Regions from separate parts of the Mus musculus genome. Here regions 1, 2, 4 and 5 are each linked to region 3. The links are chromatin contacts, called in public HiChIP or PLAC-seq and promoter capture Hi-C maps. All regions are on one chromosome and are shown on one strand. Each heading gives the region's core, a stretch centred on a gene start, on an enhancer-like site or on the middle of the called end of the contact. The rest is flanking DNA. Distances are from core to core; before and after follow the strand shown. Region 1 overlaps Fam78b (family with sequence similarity 78, member B). Region 2 has its middle 44 kb from the start of Gm33404. Region 3 holds the start of Aldh9a1 (aldehyde dehydrogenase 9, subfamily A1). Region 4 has its middle 41 kb from the start of Lmx1a. Region 5 holds the start of Lmx1a (LIM homeobox transcription factor 1 alpha).

Region 1 (2,700 bases), core at 193-2,692, 330 kb before region 3:
CTTAGACCTGGTCTCTTCTGAACTCCAGCCAGGCAAGAATGAACTAAAAGCTCTAGGGTAATGAGCTCAGAATTCTGGGAACCCCAATAGCTTTTATGTGTGTCCCAAGTGGTTTGGGGACCTTGGAGTCAGACCTACAAGAAATTGAACAGACCATAAAAAAGACAGAAGTGGCTAACTGAGCCTGAGTGCTGAGTACAGAGGGAGATGAGGAGTCTAAAGCAAACAGTGACGACTGTTTAGTGTAACTCTGTATGGCTCAGAGTAGAGTCGGTGCAGATGTTCAGCTAGTGGCTGCTCTCTTTGCCAAGATCAATGGCTTTCAACAAGTGGGTCGTGGCTCCATTGAGAGTTGAACACGGGTATATCAGATACCCCTCAGATATTTACATCCCGATACATAACAGTAGAAAACTTACAGGTGGCAACGAAATAACTTTACCTTTACAGTTGGGGTCATCACAATGTGAGAAACTGTACTAATGGTCCACAGGATTAGGAAGGGCGAGAAGCACTGGCCAAGAGTTTGACTGAGATGTCTCCTAGGGTTTTTTATTCTGATGCCTTCTCGGTATGGAATTTGAGCGTTAGTTTTATGTATACCCTGACCCGTTGTGTATTCCCTAACTTCCTGTCTAAACCATCTTGGAAACTTTCTAGGCTCCAGCCCACCCCACCCCTGCCCCCTCAACTTCAAACCTTCACCTTTGGTGTAAAGAAGCTTGGCCCTCACAACACTGCTTTGACTTGTGTTGCTGGTTAACAAGTCTTCTAACACCAGGAAATACGAACAGCTTACTTTCCATCCGTCTTCATTCCCAGAGAAATGTATCATCCTAAGCAGCCCATTAGTTGGTCTTGATTCATCATTTTATCAAATGTCTTTAAGATTTATATTAACCACTGTTCTAAGCATGGTGACGGAGAGGTTAAAAATGGGAATTTTTAAGTTTAACTTAGAGACAGATAGATATAATGCTTGATGTCCTAAAGTACCATAAAATGTTGTACGAGGAACAGAAATTAATTCTTGGGGTCAAAGGCCTTTGTAAGAAATGGTGGTCATTGTGGACTCTGAGGCCTTCTGGGAAGATGTTGAACCAACCAAGCAGTGCTAATATTTATCCTTCATCCAGGTCCTACGTGCATAGTGAGCTTCTCTTCAGTGAATTCCCTTTGTTCCTCCCTGTAGCTGTATGAGAAGGGCAGAGAATGTATCTTTGGTGTTGCCCATGAAGAAACTGAGACTCTGAGAAAGTCTATGATTTGTCCATGATAGGGGGAGAAGACAAAAGACTGAAGAAGTGTCTCTGACTCACTACCCACCTCTGGTCTACATTATCATCCCACTAGCCTTCAAGTTCTGAATTTGAATACCTGCTTAATCGGCAGCCAACAAGAAGAAAGCATTAGTCACCTCTCCTTTGGAAAGCTTGCATGAATGGGCTCTGCCGAATGCCAAAAATGGGTCTGACTTGGGCCTGTCTATGAGTCTGTAGAAGTTCCAAGACTGGACATTTTGCTGACTTTAGCTAAGAAAATGCACCGTGGGCTATCTTTGAGTCATAAAGCAGCTAGAAGGAACTTTGGAGAAATATCTGAATCCTGTCTTCCCCTCCTCCCCACAACCCAGAGGCAGGTGACTGTCTCCTCCCTGCAGACCTGTGTTCCTGCTGTCCACTGAGAAGCCCTCTTCCCTGTTAAAAACCTAGACAAAGTGCAAGTGTCCCTTGGGCACCAGCTTGCAGAATGCTTGGATGGAAGATGGCAGGCATACTCTGGGAGGTTGGAGCCGAGACAGTGACGTGAGATAACAAAGCTTTCTCAATATAAAATCCCCACCCTTAGTCTATGTTGTGTGAGGGCGCCCTCCAAGTTGTATAAATGAATTTGGATCAGCTTTAATGGAAGTGGGAGGAATCTGAAGTAGAGATTCCTGCATCCTGGCTTCCTGAGTCTCTGTGTATCAGAAAGGAGTTTATCATCTGTGTCCCGAGACCATCCTTCATGGTGACTACAGTGACTAGAGGGGACTCCTCTGATTTGACAGGATTTGTCCCAACCTCCTTCCTGTCCTCTTTGACAGAGTTTATGTTTTAGTTCCTTTTCTTGTTGATGTAAGAAAATAACCTGAGAACAGACACTTAAGGAAGGGCTTGTTGTGCTCACAGCCCGTCGTGGTGGGAAGATTACAGAGCAGGAGCTCGAGACAGCTGGTCACATTGCATCTAATCAGGAAGCAAAGGCTCCTAGCTTTCTTTCTGTTGCTGTGATAACGGCCATGGCCAAAGGCAATTTGGCTTACGTGGCTCAAGTCACAGTCTGGGGCAGGGCAAGGCATGAACTGAACTTGGAGGTAGGAACTAAGGCCGTGGAAGAATGCTGCTTACTGGCTTGCTCCTCTTACTGGCTTGCTCCTTTTGGGTTGCTCAACCTGCTTTCCTTTACAACCTAGGACCACCCGCAGAGGACTGGGCCCTCACTAATCAAGACTACACTCCACAAGTTCCCTCTTCTCAGATGGCTCTAGCTTGTGTGAAGGGGATTGAAAACCGAGCCAGCACAGAGAAGGTGCCCAATGCCGCTGGTGAGCTCTCCTAGGATTCATCAGTCCAGGACCCCAGCCTAGGGATGGCGCCACCCGAGTTTAAGGTTGTTCTTCCCACCTCTGTTAACTCAGTCTGCCTCCTTCACAGAATG
Region 2 (2,700 bases), core at 19-2,518, 450 kb before region 3:
TTCCCATTCAGTTGAGGAAAGACAATGGCTGCATCGAAACATTTAACAAAGCAAGATAGAGACAAGAAATCCAGACGAATGCACAGGGGAATGGCAGATGTTGAGCCGGTCAAGGGTGATAGACGCAGGGGGGGGGGGGGACACGACACGGACACATGCTGGAAATGTTAGTCCTAAGAATGACAATTTGCTGTAATTTTGCCCTGGTGAACAAAGCCAGCCATGAGCCAATCCAGAGTCCCTGTTGGTGAGCAAATTATACGTGAAAATATAATGCTCTGATAACCATTGCCAAACTAGACACCAAATAGCTCTTGGATGAAAGGTCTAGGTTTTTAGTGACAGTCAGCTGGCTGGTAGGTAATTTTTCCCCCCAGAAACAGTCTCAACTCTCTTGATTACAGGAAACTAAGATTGAACATTTTATTAAGAACATTAATTTTCCCCAGAACTAAATTCTAAGCTTCAACTTTGAAAGTAATTCCATCCTAGAATATATTTAGGAGCTGTTTGCTTTGACAGTAGAGGCACCCATGCCTTCCATGAACTTGTTGCCACTACAAGACAAAACAGGCTGCAAAACTCCTATCGCCTTGTATAAACTTTTGGCCAGAGATCATATCTCAACTCCCATATTCTTTCTCTATGAAGGACAGCCCTGTGTAACAGACGTATTGTGATCAGAGGTAGATACAGGTAACAGTGATTCTACAGCTTGTACACTTTAGAGAGCACTGTGGGAGGAGAACACACAAAATGTGGGGGCTGGACAGATGGCTCAATGATCAAGAGACCTGGCAGCTCATCCAGAGAAGCCAGATTCAGTTCCCAGAATACACAGTGTCTCACAGTCATCTCTAACTCCAGTGCTGGAGGAGCTGATGGCATCTTCTGACCTCTGTGAGCACTCGGTGTGCACATGGTACACAGACATACACCCAGGCAAATAGTTCATACAAATAAAATATAAAATAATATTCTTAAATACAAATCTTTAATAAAAATAGATATAACTTAGCTACTTATGTAAGATAGGAAAATTATCAGAGGAAATCCATGGATCCTAGGTGTTAAGTAACTATTACTTCCTAATTGAAATATCCTCTCTGAGAAGGAAGAGAAAGGCTCCTAAGACTCATTAAGCTAAGAAAACTTTTAAGACTCAGAAAGCTATAAGCTTTACAAGATGCCTCCCTAAGGTTACGAAAGCAGTAAACACTGTCTCAGGAGAATATTTTATTTGGCCAGAGGAACCACCCGGAAGTCACACAGGAAGCTTCAGGGACGCAGCTGTCACAAGTTATCATCCATGCTGGGGTGGGGTTTTCTAATGATGTAGCTGCGCCCTGAGGAAATCATACTTCTCCAAGTTATCTTTCACCCATGCTCCCAGAAGTAATCTCTGTGAACTGACTGGTTCATTAAGTTAGACTCCGATAGAGCCTTTTCTTTGGTCTGTTTCCAGTGCCTCGAGTGGATGAATACATGTTCGCTCACAGCTCCCCAGGAAAAGCCACAGGATGCTTGTTCTTCAGAAACCTCTTAACCATAAATGGGTTTGTGGCAACGTTTTTCCACCTGCATCCTGGCCTGCCCTCCCCACCAACGACACAGTGACTCCCTGCATCTCTGTGCTACCCAGGCTCAAACTTTGAACTCTGTTTACTACCCAGTAGGTCAGCCTCTGACCCGGCTCCTCTTGTAGCTAGGCTCACTTATTGCCCCCAAGTACCACTCTTACTCTGGATAGTCAGAGTACCCAGTCACCCTGCCCTGGTTTCATACATTTTATTTGGCAATTTGCTTTGTCTATGGCTAGACTCAACAACCACCTGTTGACCAAGAGGTGGGAAGCACCGTGCTGCTATGGAGATGAACTTTCTAGTAAATGGCCGTAATATCTACATATTTTGAGGAAGTGAGTCCTCATTTGTTCATTTATTTTTATGTTGTTTACTATAAGAATTGCCGATGTGCTAGGACCTGAGCAAGAGATCAAGTGACAGAGCCACATCAAGGAAACTGGTATTTCCACTTCTCTCAGGTGAGAACCTGAGTCACTGGAACCTGCTAAGTATCTGCCAATAACAGAGCCAGGGTATGAGAGGTGAGCCTATGTTTTTTAGAGCCAGAGGTTTAACCACCTGGCTAACCATCTAGCAAGAGCCTTCTCTTTTTTGATGCAGACACATACAGACAGACACACTCACTCCAATAATAGATGCTTATGGGCTGCAATTTACAGAGCATTTCTTTCGAAATTGTATCGTCCATCTTCTAATAACCCTGTGAAACACAGGGGAGAAGGGAGAGGAACAAGCCAGGTCTACACTGTCAGCCAGCTGGGGCCTGGAGAAAACCCCTTTTTGGCAGAATGGGGAGAGTTCTGATTAAATCATTTGTAAGGCGCTCTGCTGTCCTTTGAACATCCCTCTGGCAACTCCAACCATATATCCCTTCCCACAGGCCCCTTTGTCATGTGAGTAGAATCGGAGGAGGCAACTGAGCAGGAAGAAAAGGAAGGGAGAGATTGATGGCGGGGTTTGAGTCTATTCAGAGGCAGGAGCAAATGTGCAGCCACGAAGAAACTTAAAGCTTTTTTGGCCAAAAGCCCTGAAGCTGAGGAGTTCACTAGATGCCGGGATTTGTTTCCGCTCAGCCAGCTGCCAGCGAGCAAGCTTCCTGAGCTCTGTCCTTGTC
Region 3 (2,700 bases), core at 32-2,531:
TCAGACGATCTAAATGTAACAAATCAACATGGGATGGCTGGGCAGAATACTTTAAACACAACTGGCCACAAAACGACCAGCTGTTATCTCTGTACCTGTCAATGATCTTGACCCAGGCCAGATGTTTCCAGATGTTTCTGACCAACCCCAACAAAAGCAGTCCTTTGAGTTCGGGCCTAGGTGTTCTTAATTGGGTACTGCTGTTTCCATTTGAGGACCCAAACCTACACATCTCAGAGGCACTGAAAAGATTAATTCGTACAGAGAGCTGAGAAAATTGACCAAAATTTTTACTAAATTAGAAGAACACATTCCATGCTCGCTTCGGCAGCACATATACTAAAATTGGAACGATACAGAGAAGATTAGCATGGCCCCTGCGCAAGGATGACACGCAAATTCGTGAAGCGTTCCATATTTTTGAGCTAAGACGAAAGGATGGACTATCTAGAGACTACCCCACCCGGGGATCCATCCCACACTCAGCCACCAAACCCAGACACTATTGTATATGCCAGAAAGATTTTGCTGAAGGGACCCTGTTATAGTTGTCTTGTATGAGGCTATGCCAGTGCCTGGCAAATACAGAAGTGGATGCTCACAGTCTTTTAAAAGATGGAACACAGAGCCCCCAATGGAGAAGCTAGAGAAAGCACCCAAGGAGCTGAAGGAGTCTGCAACCCTATAGGTGGAACAACAATACGAACTAACCAGTGCCCCTAGAGCTCGTATCTCTAGCTGCATATGTATCAGAAGATGGCCTAGTCGGCCATCATTGGGAAGAGAGGTCCCTTGGTATATTGCAAACTTTATATGCCCCAGTACAGGGGAATGTCAGGGCCAAGAAGAGGGAGTGGGTGGGTAGGGGAGCAGAGCAGGGGAAGGGTATAGGGAACTTTCGGGATAGCATTTGAAATGTATATAAAGAAAATATCTAATAAAAAAAAAGAAAAAAAGAAGAACACATTCCCTAATACTGTGCTTCTACAAAGCACAAAAAGAAATCAAAGAAATACAGTAAGGAGAATGTTGCAAAAGCTTGCAGGCCCAGTAGAAGGGGTCTCATTATCCTTCCAGGAACTCCTTCGGGATCTGGACCGGAGGACTTGGGTGGTGTGGTGTTCCACGTAATTATCTAGGCCAAAGGTCTTCCAGTTCCAGCCCCAGAAGCTCTCACCAGGCCCTTAATTATGCTGACTAGGCCCAAGCTACTCACTCTAGGCTCTCATTGGCCGTCCTCTCACGCCACACCCCCTCGTGGCACGAGGCCACGCCCCTCCCACTGTCCCTTCCTCCCAGTGGGCTCTACTGGGCTCTCCTTGAGGGCCCCGGGTCTTCACACTCACGGTCCACACCTCCCCGAGGTCCTGTTCCCTAGTGGTCCACCCCTGCCCAGCCAGGGTCGCCTCTTTCCATGGGCCACGCCCCAGAGATTCCGCCCCTCGCCACTCCCTCCTCGTTACCGCGCTATCTCCCCCTCCAGTAGTAATCTGCTGGGGCTTCCGGACGCTTTGCACGCGTAGCAGATGATCCTCGGTGCAGTCGGTTCTGTGCTGACCTCGCTCCTCCGCATTCACCGGGCTGCAGCAGTCGCCGCCATGAGTACTGGCACCTTCGTCGTGTCGCAGCCGCTCAACTACCGCGGCGGGGCCCGTGTGGAGCCGGTGGATGCTTCCGGCACGGAGAAAGCGTTCGAGCCAGCCACCGGTAACCTGGCGCGGGGCGGCACGCGGATGGGGTGGGTCTTCCCCGGCCCTGTGCACTGAGTCTGCTGCCCCGAGTCCTTCCGAGCTCTCCGCCAAGGGTTGCTGAACTTGCGTGGTCGCAGCACGGAGCACAGAATGTTGGGGAGGCTCCTGGAAAAGAGGGGGCGCTATGGGTGCGGTGGGGTGCGCTGGGGGGCCGGGAGTAACTACATGGCTGGAGCAGGAGAGTCTGGCGTAGAACCTGTGGGTCTTTTGAGTTTTGAGAGCTGGGCCTGCAGGAGAGTCTGCTACTGGGATGTTGACTCACAGGTGATTTCTGTTATGCATGATCCACATGACCTTCCCCCTTCTAGTGCTGGGATATTTCTGAACTTCGATGAGAGTTGGGAAAGGAGAGAAAAAAAAAAACAGCAGCCGACAACATCTGTTTAGCTTTAGTGCCTGCTAGCTCTCCAGGTTAACAAGAGAGAGAGAGAAAAAAAAACATTGAACATGTGTAATCACGTGTAGTGCTTACCACTGTTAATTAATGAACTTATCCGTTATCTCCACGTAGTTTCCACCTATGAGTAGTGAGAACTTTCATGCTCTGCACACTTGGCAGATTTTAAGTGAATATGTATTTTACGGTATTATTAGCTGTAATCACGATGTTCATTAGATTTCTACAGTTCATCCTTGCAAGCACTTAATGCTTTGGAGCAAACCCTTAGCACAAACTAAGGAGGAAGCGAGTTCTTTGTTTCTTGGACTTTGGGTTGACTTTTGTGTTTGTTTTGATTATTCTTATTGAATATTCAGAGCAGGGAAAAAAAATGTGTTCTGTAAGCCAGAAGGGCTTGTTTAGTGAGAGAAGTAAAAGTACACTGACCTCCACGAGGCAGGGATTTGCCAGAACCTGAACTGATGGGAGAGGCCATGATAGCTGGGAAGAGTTTCTCAGCCTGCCTCCCTTTAGAGGCACAGAAGCAGCATTGCCCGCAGGTGAGCTCTG
Region 4 (2,856 bases), core at 302-2,801, 300 kb after region 3:
AGCAGATAGCCATGGGTCTGGAGCAGTTTCTGAGAGCTTTACACTTCCAGAGACATATCTCTTCTAACAAGGCCACACCTCCTCTCCAACATGGCCACACCTCCTCTCTAACAAGGCCACACCTCCTCTCCAACATGGCCACACCTCCTCTCTAACAAGGTCACGCCTCGTCTTAATCCTCCTAAAACAGTTCACCAGCTGGGGACTAAGGATGCAAATATATGATCCTATGGGGCCATTCTCACGCAAACCACCATGCCATGGGAATGAAACTGTAGTCGTCTACTCTGTGTCACTTTTAAGACTTTGCCACACTCAGCCCTAAATGGGATATCTTTGTCAAATGTCAACCCCCTACCTCCCCATTCAAGGCTCAGAGAACCATGCAGAAGAGGAAGCAAAAAGATTGTAGGAGCCAGAGTTACTGATGCCCCCAAGGAAACATCATTTTCCACACACAACAGAACTCACAGACTGTGGCAGCACACATAGACCTGCAATGGGAGAGAGGAGAGAGCAGTCCTTGGTGCCCAAGTTCTGTCAGACAGTGATTACAGCTTGTTTGGAATTAGATCTCATACACACCTGTGGGGAATGGAACATTTAATCCTAGGGCAGAGACGGGGAAAGCCTGGTTTCCTGAAGTGAAACAGAAGAGAGTTGTCACCAGTATGAGATGTGAATGCTCTGAAAGATGAGGAGTCAAGATGCTGACCCAGTTGATAAATGGCACTACAGCCACGTGGGCACATGTCACGGTACCTCTTACCTGCAAGACCAGTGTTCTATATGCATCTCCTCCTTATACCACCAAAGCCCTTCTGGGAGGTGGGGACTGCCACCATTCTCATTTCAATGATGACGACATCAACACTCAAGAAAGTGCATTTAACTCAATTAGTTATTTATTTAATTTAATACAGGGTCCCATAGCTAGTTATGGTAAACCCCACAGTCAAACTCATAATTGTCTCTTATTACTTCACAGTCTTTTAACCACTGCACACCATCACTGATAGGACAGCCAGTCCAGGAAAGGAACTTTATTCCACACATAGTTCAGTGTGAGTGCCTCCGCCTGCCCTGACATCCTAGGATCGTCTGATACTGTCGTTGCCTCTGGTTTCCTTCTTGAAACTACTATTTCCACTCCACTCCTAGCACAAATACTTCCTCCCCTGGATGAAGCTGACCACACACACAGGGCAGGGGAGAGGCACTGGCACGATAAGGGTCATCTGTGTTGGGGTGTCCATGGGCAGCTGAAGAAGGATATTCTCCGCCAAGCTGCCTGATTCCAAACGGGCTCAGCCACGTTTGTTCAGACTTTCCAAGTAATTTCATCCCTGGGGTGGAAACAGAGCATGGAATGATTTGGAGCAAAAGGACAATTTTTGGACAATTACAAGTGAGTGAAACCAGGAGGTTTATAATGGAAGTTGTCTCTCAACCCCTTAACTTTTAGCATTTTGTAACCAAGGATTCTGTCTCTCAGGTTTTGGTGGTGGGAACACAATGCTAAGCAGCTGTCTGGAACAGCTTCTAGAGGTCCAATAATTAGAAACAGCTACACTGACTCCGGGGCCCATTGGTTGGGTTGCAAGGAGCATGGCTGTACATTCAGAGGGAGAAAGAGAAAAAAGGCTGGAAACGCGTAAAAAATAAAAATTCAACCAAGTATGTCAGATGTGTTTTTTTTTTAAAAGTGGCTTGCATTTTGCTTTTCAAAATTGCACTGTCTAATCTTAATAATTCTTGTGTGAGGAATGAGCTGGAAGAAAAGTCAAAAATCCTGACAATAATGGGGAGCCAGCCCCATCTATTATTGGGGGGCACACGGTCAGTGGAAGGCGACAGTGTGGTTTACGAGTAAATCAGGTGACACGGCTAGGAAGTTAATATTGTCTGCCAAAAATAAAAAAAAGTGTAAGGAGCCTTGTTGTCATCTTCCAATTTCCTCAGACAGATTTAAAAGCTGGAAAACGCCCAGCTATTGTGCAGGCCTGAGACACGGGCTTCCTGGAGACAGATAACAAGCTTTTTGGGTGTCCCTGTCTACTCGGTGGTTTCTCGAAGCCTTTGTCTTTGGTCTTACAATGGCTGAGATAACGTGGACCATATGAAGGGGCTGCACATATGGAGAGGGTGGGATGTTGTAGGCAGAGGGACTGCCGGGATAAGGCAGAAGCAAGAATTGAGGGCAAAGGTAAAAATAGCATTTCCAGAAGCATGGTAAGGGGCGGGACTTGGGGAAGAGGGGAAGTCTCCACTCACCCAAATGCATCCATCACAGCAGCCTTGGACTGATACCATGGAGCCCACCACCTCTGCCTGCCTTCCCAGTGTGTCCCGGCAGGTGGTGGGTGGGAGCCAGACTCCTGGTCTTCAACCGCCAATTTACTCCCGCCTTAGAGGTAGTCTGGAGCTGGACATGTCTGGGACATGGCTGTCTGTCTGTGAGTCTATTGAGTAGATGGCCCCAGAGGGGCTAAAACTACCTTTTAGCTGAAAGGTTGTTTTTTTTTTTTAAAAAAAAGATTTATTTATTTATTATATGTAAGTACACTGTAGCTCTTCAGATACACCAGAAGAGGGCATCTGATCCCATTACAGATGGTTGTGAGCCACCATGTGGTTGCTGGGATTTGAACTCAGGACCTCTAGAAGAGCTGTCAGTGCTCTTAACCACTGAGCCATCTCTCCAGCCCCTTGATGAAAGTTAAGGAATGGAGCCTGGGACTGTCTCAAATCTTAAAGAAAGCTCAAATACGTGCTCTCGGTACTAGGGAGCTTGGTGCCCCTCCAGGAAGAATGAAGTGACAGATTGTGGGAGCTGCAGGTAAAGACCATCTTCTA
Region 5 (2,700 bases), core at 71-2,570, 340 kb after region 3:
TCACAAAGCAGAGAGGATTGGGGTTGGGGGCTCTAGGCGATCCCCGCGACCTCCAGGTGTCTGAGGTTAGTCATCACTTACGGTGCAGATCCGAGAGCAACCGGATCCCCATCCCGCCCGCGTGAAGTCTAGGTGGCACGGATCTCTGCCGAGTCTGGGGTGTAGCTCCCCCGGGGCAACCGTTCCACGTGGAGAGAAGGAAAAGTTTGGCGCGTCCGGGAGGTCCGGGCAGCAGACTGGAGCATCAGGCTGTAGCCTCGCGGTGGGTCGAGCAGCCAAGCCGGGGAAACAGAGCACCGCGGGCCCCGCCACGGGACGCGCTCCCAGGCCCCCGCCCTGCGCACCCCACCCCCTTCCCGGGCCGCGCACGCAGCCAGCGGCCACTGTCAGAAACCGCCCGAGCCGCCTCGAAGAAGGCAGGGCGGACTTTGCACCCAGGACCCTGGGCCTCCGGTTCCACCGCCGATCTTGGAGCAGCCGCCTGGTTTCCCCTTCCCGGCTGCAGAGCGGCGCGTGTTGGCGGGACGTCCCGAGGAGGATCGGCGGCTTGAGGCCACGGCCCGGCCCCACTCCGGCGCGCCGAGGAGCGGAATCGGGGGCCGGCGTTCGCTCCTGCTCTCTCCCGGGTGCGCCGGAGTCCGGGCGGCTGCTCTGGCTGCAGCCTAGGGGACGCCTCCTCCCTCCGCCAAAGCTGCCCGGCGTCTCCCGGCCACTTCGCGCTGCTCCGGACGCTGGGCGCGAGCTCGCCCATCAGGTAAGGAAGGCTGCGGGGATCCTTAGGCTCCGGCTCGGGCGGGCGTGTTTCTGAAAGTTGATTTGAAATGCATCCAAGAGTGAACCGGGCCAGTCGCGGCTCCTCCCCAAGGCGACTCCTTTGCTCCTGCAGACGTTCCCGGCACTGGCCGACCGGCGGGAGGACCTCCCCGCGCGCCCCGCACGCCTACTCCCGAGCGCCCCCCCCCCACCCCCCAAGCAGAGCGCTGCGCCAGGAGTACGGAAGCAGGCGGGACAGTCTCCGAGTCCCTTACTCTGCCTCTCTCTAAGACAGGTGAGGGTCGAAAGTGAGTGGTGGTGCCACTGGGATATCGGACCTGGTTGGTCCCGGCTTGGCCCTGGCTCTGAGAGCAGGCGTACCCCCACCCCATCACACAGAGTACCATAGTTCTAGTGGTGGGATCCCTAGGGGCCACATTAGTATAGGATGGGGCGGAGTCGGTCTTGGAATGGGAAACCTGGGGACAGGGGTGGGGGTGGGGGTTAGGAGAACGCAGTTAGGGGGCGGAGGCCTTAGCACATAACGCGTTGACTTCAAGTGAAATCAGAGCCGTCCGAGCAGTTCACGGTGGCTCTTCTCTCTCCTCCCACCTTACATTTCCCTTGTCTGGACTCTACCCTCTAGGCTCATTCTTGTCGCCCTGGACACTGCTTCTGTCCTGTCCCAGGAGAGTGGCAACTGAGGGTGCGGAGTCCCAACAGGCACGGGAAGCTAGACTCAACCGTTCCTCCGCTCTACAGGTCCTCCTGGCTCACCCCGAACATGTTGGACGGCCTGAAGATGGAGGAGAACTTTCAAAGTGCGATTGAGACCTCGGCATCTTTCTCCTCTTTGCTGGGTAAGTGTTCAACCGCATGCTCCCTAGAGCATCCTCCTTCTGCCGGGGCCGGGAGCTCAGTACGTCAGGTCTCTGATACTGGGTTAAGCGACCAGACTAGCACCCTCTTCGCGCGCACACAGAGGTGCCCACAATCTCTGTCTTTCCGTGTCCATCAGTCCTTTTGAGTCGTCCCTACCTAAATACAACCATCAAGCCTCCCCAGGCTTCACGAGTTCAACATCGAATTCCCCAAAGCCTTGAGGGGCGGGCGAGCATGTTCACAAGGCATTTGAGTGGCAAGTGATTAATAATACCCAGGGCTGGATTTTTAATCACGGAGCTGATCGACGGCTCATAAATGCCACCGGTTTCTCAGAGGCCTGTGTCCTAGCATGAGAGATCCGAGGCCCAGAGCGCCCAGGTTCTTCTCTTCCCCCACCAACTGCAGCCCCAATTTTAGTATTGGGCATGGCCGAGAGGCTTTTCCGGGCTGGTGGGCAGCGCTGCGCTGGGATTAGCTTGCACGGCGGGGCCCTTGCCTGGTCTTTAATTAACTGAAGCCGGACCCCTGTTCCGCAAGCTTGGTATCCCTCTACCCCCAACCCAGCCACTTCGAAGGAGCAGAGAATAGAGAGATCCAAAGAGTCATACCCATGGGTCTTTCAGAGTTCAGGCTTGTTTTGCCAGTGTCTCTTCAACTCTCCCTTTGGAATTTTCAAGTTTGGAGAAAAAAATGTTTTGTTTTGTTTTGTTTTTAAATTTTCTTTCTTCCTGTGTTTCTTCCCGCTTCTTTCTGAAGGAGAGATTTTTCTTTTATTTAAACCTCTTGCCTCTTTCTCTAACTTTAGAACCAATAGAGTGGGGCTGAAAAAATTTCGATTATAGAAACCATGTCCAGAGAGAAATCGCCCACTCCACCCCAACAGTTCAGAGGAAACGAAATTACAAAACCCATGCCCTCTTCTTTCAACCTCCCTTTCGAAATTGTCAGGATTTTCTCCCCAGAGCAAGAAGGAAGACGCAGGCTAGAGCCTGTGTGCGGACTCAGGCACACTGGGTTTGGTTCTCTGCACCATGAGACCCGCGACCCATCCTATGGTTTGTC

What was found. Promoter capture Hi-C pulls out the DNA fragments that hold promoters and counts their contacts. HiChIP or PLAC-seq counts read pairs in DNA pulled down with a chosen protein or histone mark.
Region 1: a promoter capture Hi-C map of trophoblast stem cells shows a contact between it and region 3, with 2.1 times the contacts expected there. The contact joins the enhancer-like site here to the promoter of Aldh9a1 in region 3. A contact is called at or near these places in 2 of 39 promoter capture datasets (embryonic stem cells and trophoblast stem cells), 4 of 484 Hi-C or Micro-C datasets (the AML12 cell line, the N1E-115 cell line, cerebral cortex and 1 more), 2 of 115 datasets of contacts at active chromatin or transcription factors (astrocytes and large pre-B cells) and 2 of 9 other capture datasets (embryonic stem cells and pancreatic islet).
Region 2: a contact with region 3 is called in a promoter capture Hi-C map of pre-B cells, with 2.6 times the contacts expected there. The contact joins the enhancer-like site here to the promoter of Aldh9a1 in region 3. A contact is called at or near these places in 6 of 39 promoter capture datasets (the 3T3-L1 cell line, the C10 cell line, HPC-7-derived erythroid cells and 2 more), 2 of 484 Hi-C or Micro-C datasets (the HPC-7 cell line and pre-B cells), 1 of 115 datasets of contacts at active chromatin or transcription factors (bone marrow-derived macrophages) and 1 of 9 other capture datasets (adipose tissue).
Region 4: a contact with region 3 is called in an H3K4me3 HiChIP or PLAC-seq map of craniofacial prominence, with 2.9 times the contacts expected there. The contact joins the enhancer-like site here to the promoter of Aldh9a1 in region 3. A contact is called at or near these places in 20 of 39 promoter capture datasets (the 3T3-L1 cell line, 3T3-L1-derived adipocytes, the HPC-7 cell line and 11 more), 3 of 15 datasets of contacts at CTCF or cohesin (the NIH/3T3 cell line, embryonic stem cells and pro-B cells), 59 of 484 Hi-C or Micro-C datasets (the AML12 cell line, B cells, the C10 cell line and 31 more), 16 of 115 datasets of contacts at active chromatin or transcription factors (astrocytes, cardiomyocytes, craniofacial prominence and 9 more) and 2 of 9 other capture datasets (adipose tissue and embryonic stem cells).
Region 5: a promoter capture Hi-C map of second pharyngeal arch cranial neural crest shows a contact between it and region 3. The contact joins the promoter of Lmx1a here to the promoter of Aldh9a1 in region 3. A contact is called at or near these places in 6 of 39 promoter capture datasets (cranial neural crest, frontonasal cranial neural crest, hippocampal neurons and 3 more), 3 of 115 datasets of contacts at active chromatin or transcription factors (embryonic basal ganglia and embryonic stem cells) and 1 of 9 other capture datasets (adipose tissue).

Annotation. Positions count from the first base shown.
Region 1 is chr1:167,018,884-167,021,583 of GRCm38.p6, forward strand. All of the region lies in intron 1 of Fam78b (family with sequence similarity 78, member B), which reads left to right. Among named protein-coding and RNA genes, the nearest start is that of Fam78b, 19 kb to the left of the region's middle. Within about 2 kb of position 1,443, at least 4 of the 459 cell types and tissues checked have an H3K27ac peak or open chromatin away from gene starts, as enhancers often do. A contact at or near this core is called in trophoblast stem cells, where this site is marked.
Region 2 is chr1:166,898,148-166,900,847 of GRCm38.p6, forward strand. No RefSeq gene overlaps it. Among named protein-coding and RNA genes, the nearest start is that of Gm33404, 44 kb to the left of the region's middle. Within about 2 kb of position 1,269, at least 45 of the 459 cell types and tissues checked have an H3K27ac peak or open chromatin away from gene starts, as enhancers often do. A contact at or near this core is called in pre-B cells, where this site is marked.
Region 3 is chr1:167,348,710-167,351,409 of GRCm38.p6, forward strand. Aldh9a1 (aldehyde dehydrogenase 9, subfamily A1) reads left to right here and starts at 1,282. Exons shown (of 11, transcript NM_019993.4): 1 at 1,282-1,707. The coding sequence starts at 1,527. Gm24182 (a small nuclear RNA gene) reads left to right here and starts at 316; the gene lies at 316-422.
Region 4 is chr1:167,647,325-167,650,180 of GRCm38.p6, forward strand. No RefSeq gene overlaps it. Among named protein-coding and RNA genes, the nearest start is that of Lmx1a, 41 kb to the right of the region's middle. Within about 2 kb of position 1,552, at least 9 of the 459 cell types and tissues checked have an H3K27ac peak or open chromatin away from gene starts, as enhancers often do. A contact at or near this core is called in craniofacial prominence, where this site is marked.
Region 5 is chr1:167,688,238-167,690,937 of GRCm38.p6, forward strand. It overlaps Lmx1a (LIM homeobox transcription factor 1 alpha), which reads left to right and starts at 1,321. Exons shown (of 8, transcript NM_033652.5): 1 at 1,321-1,613. The coding sequence starts at 1,538.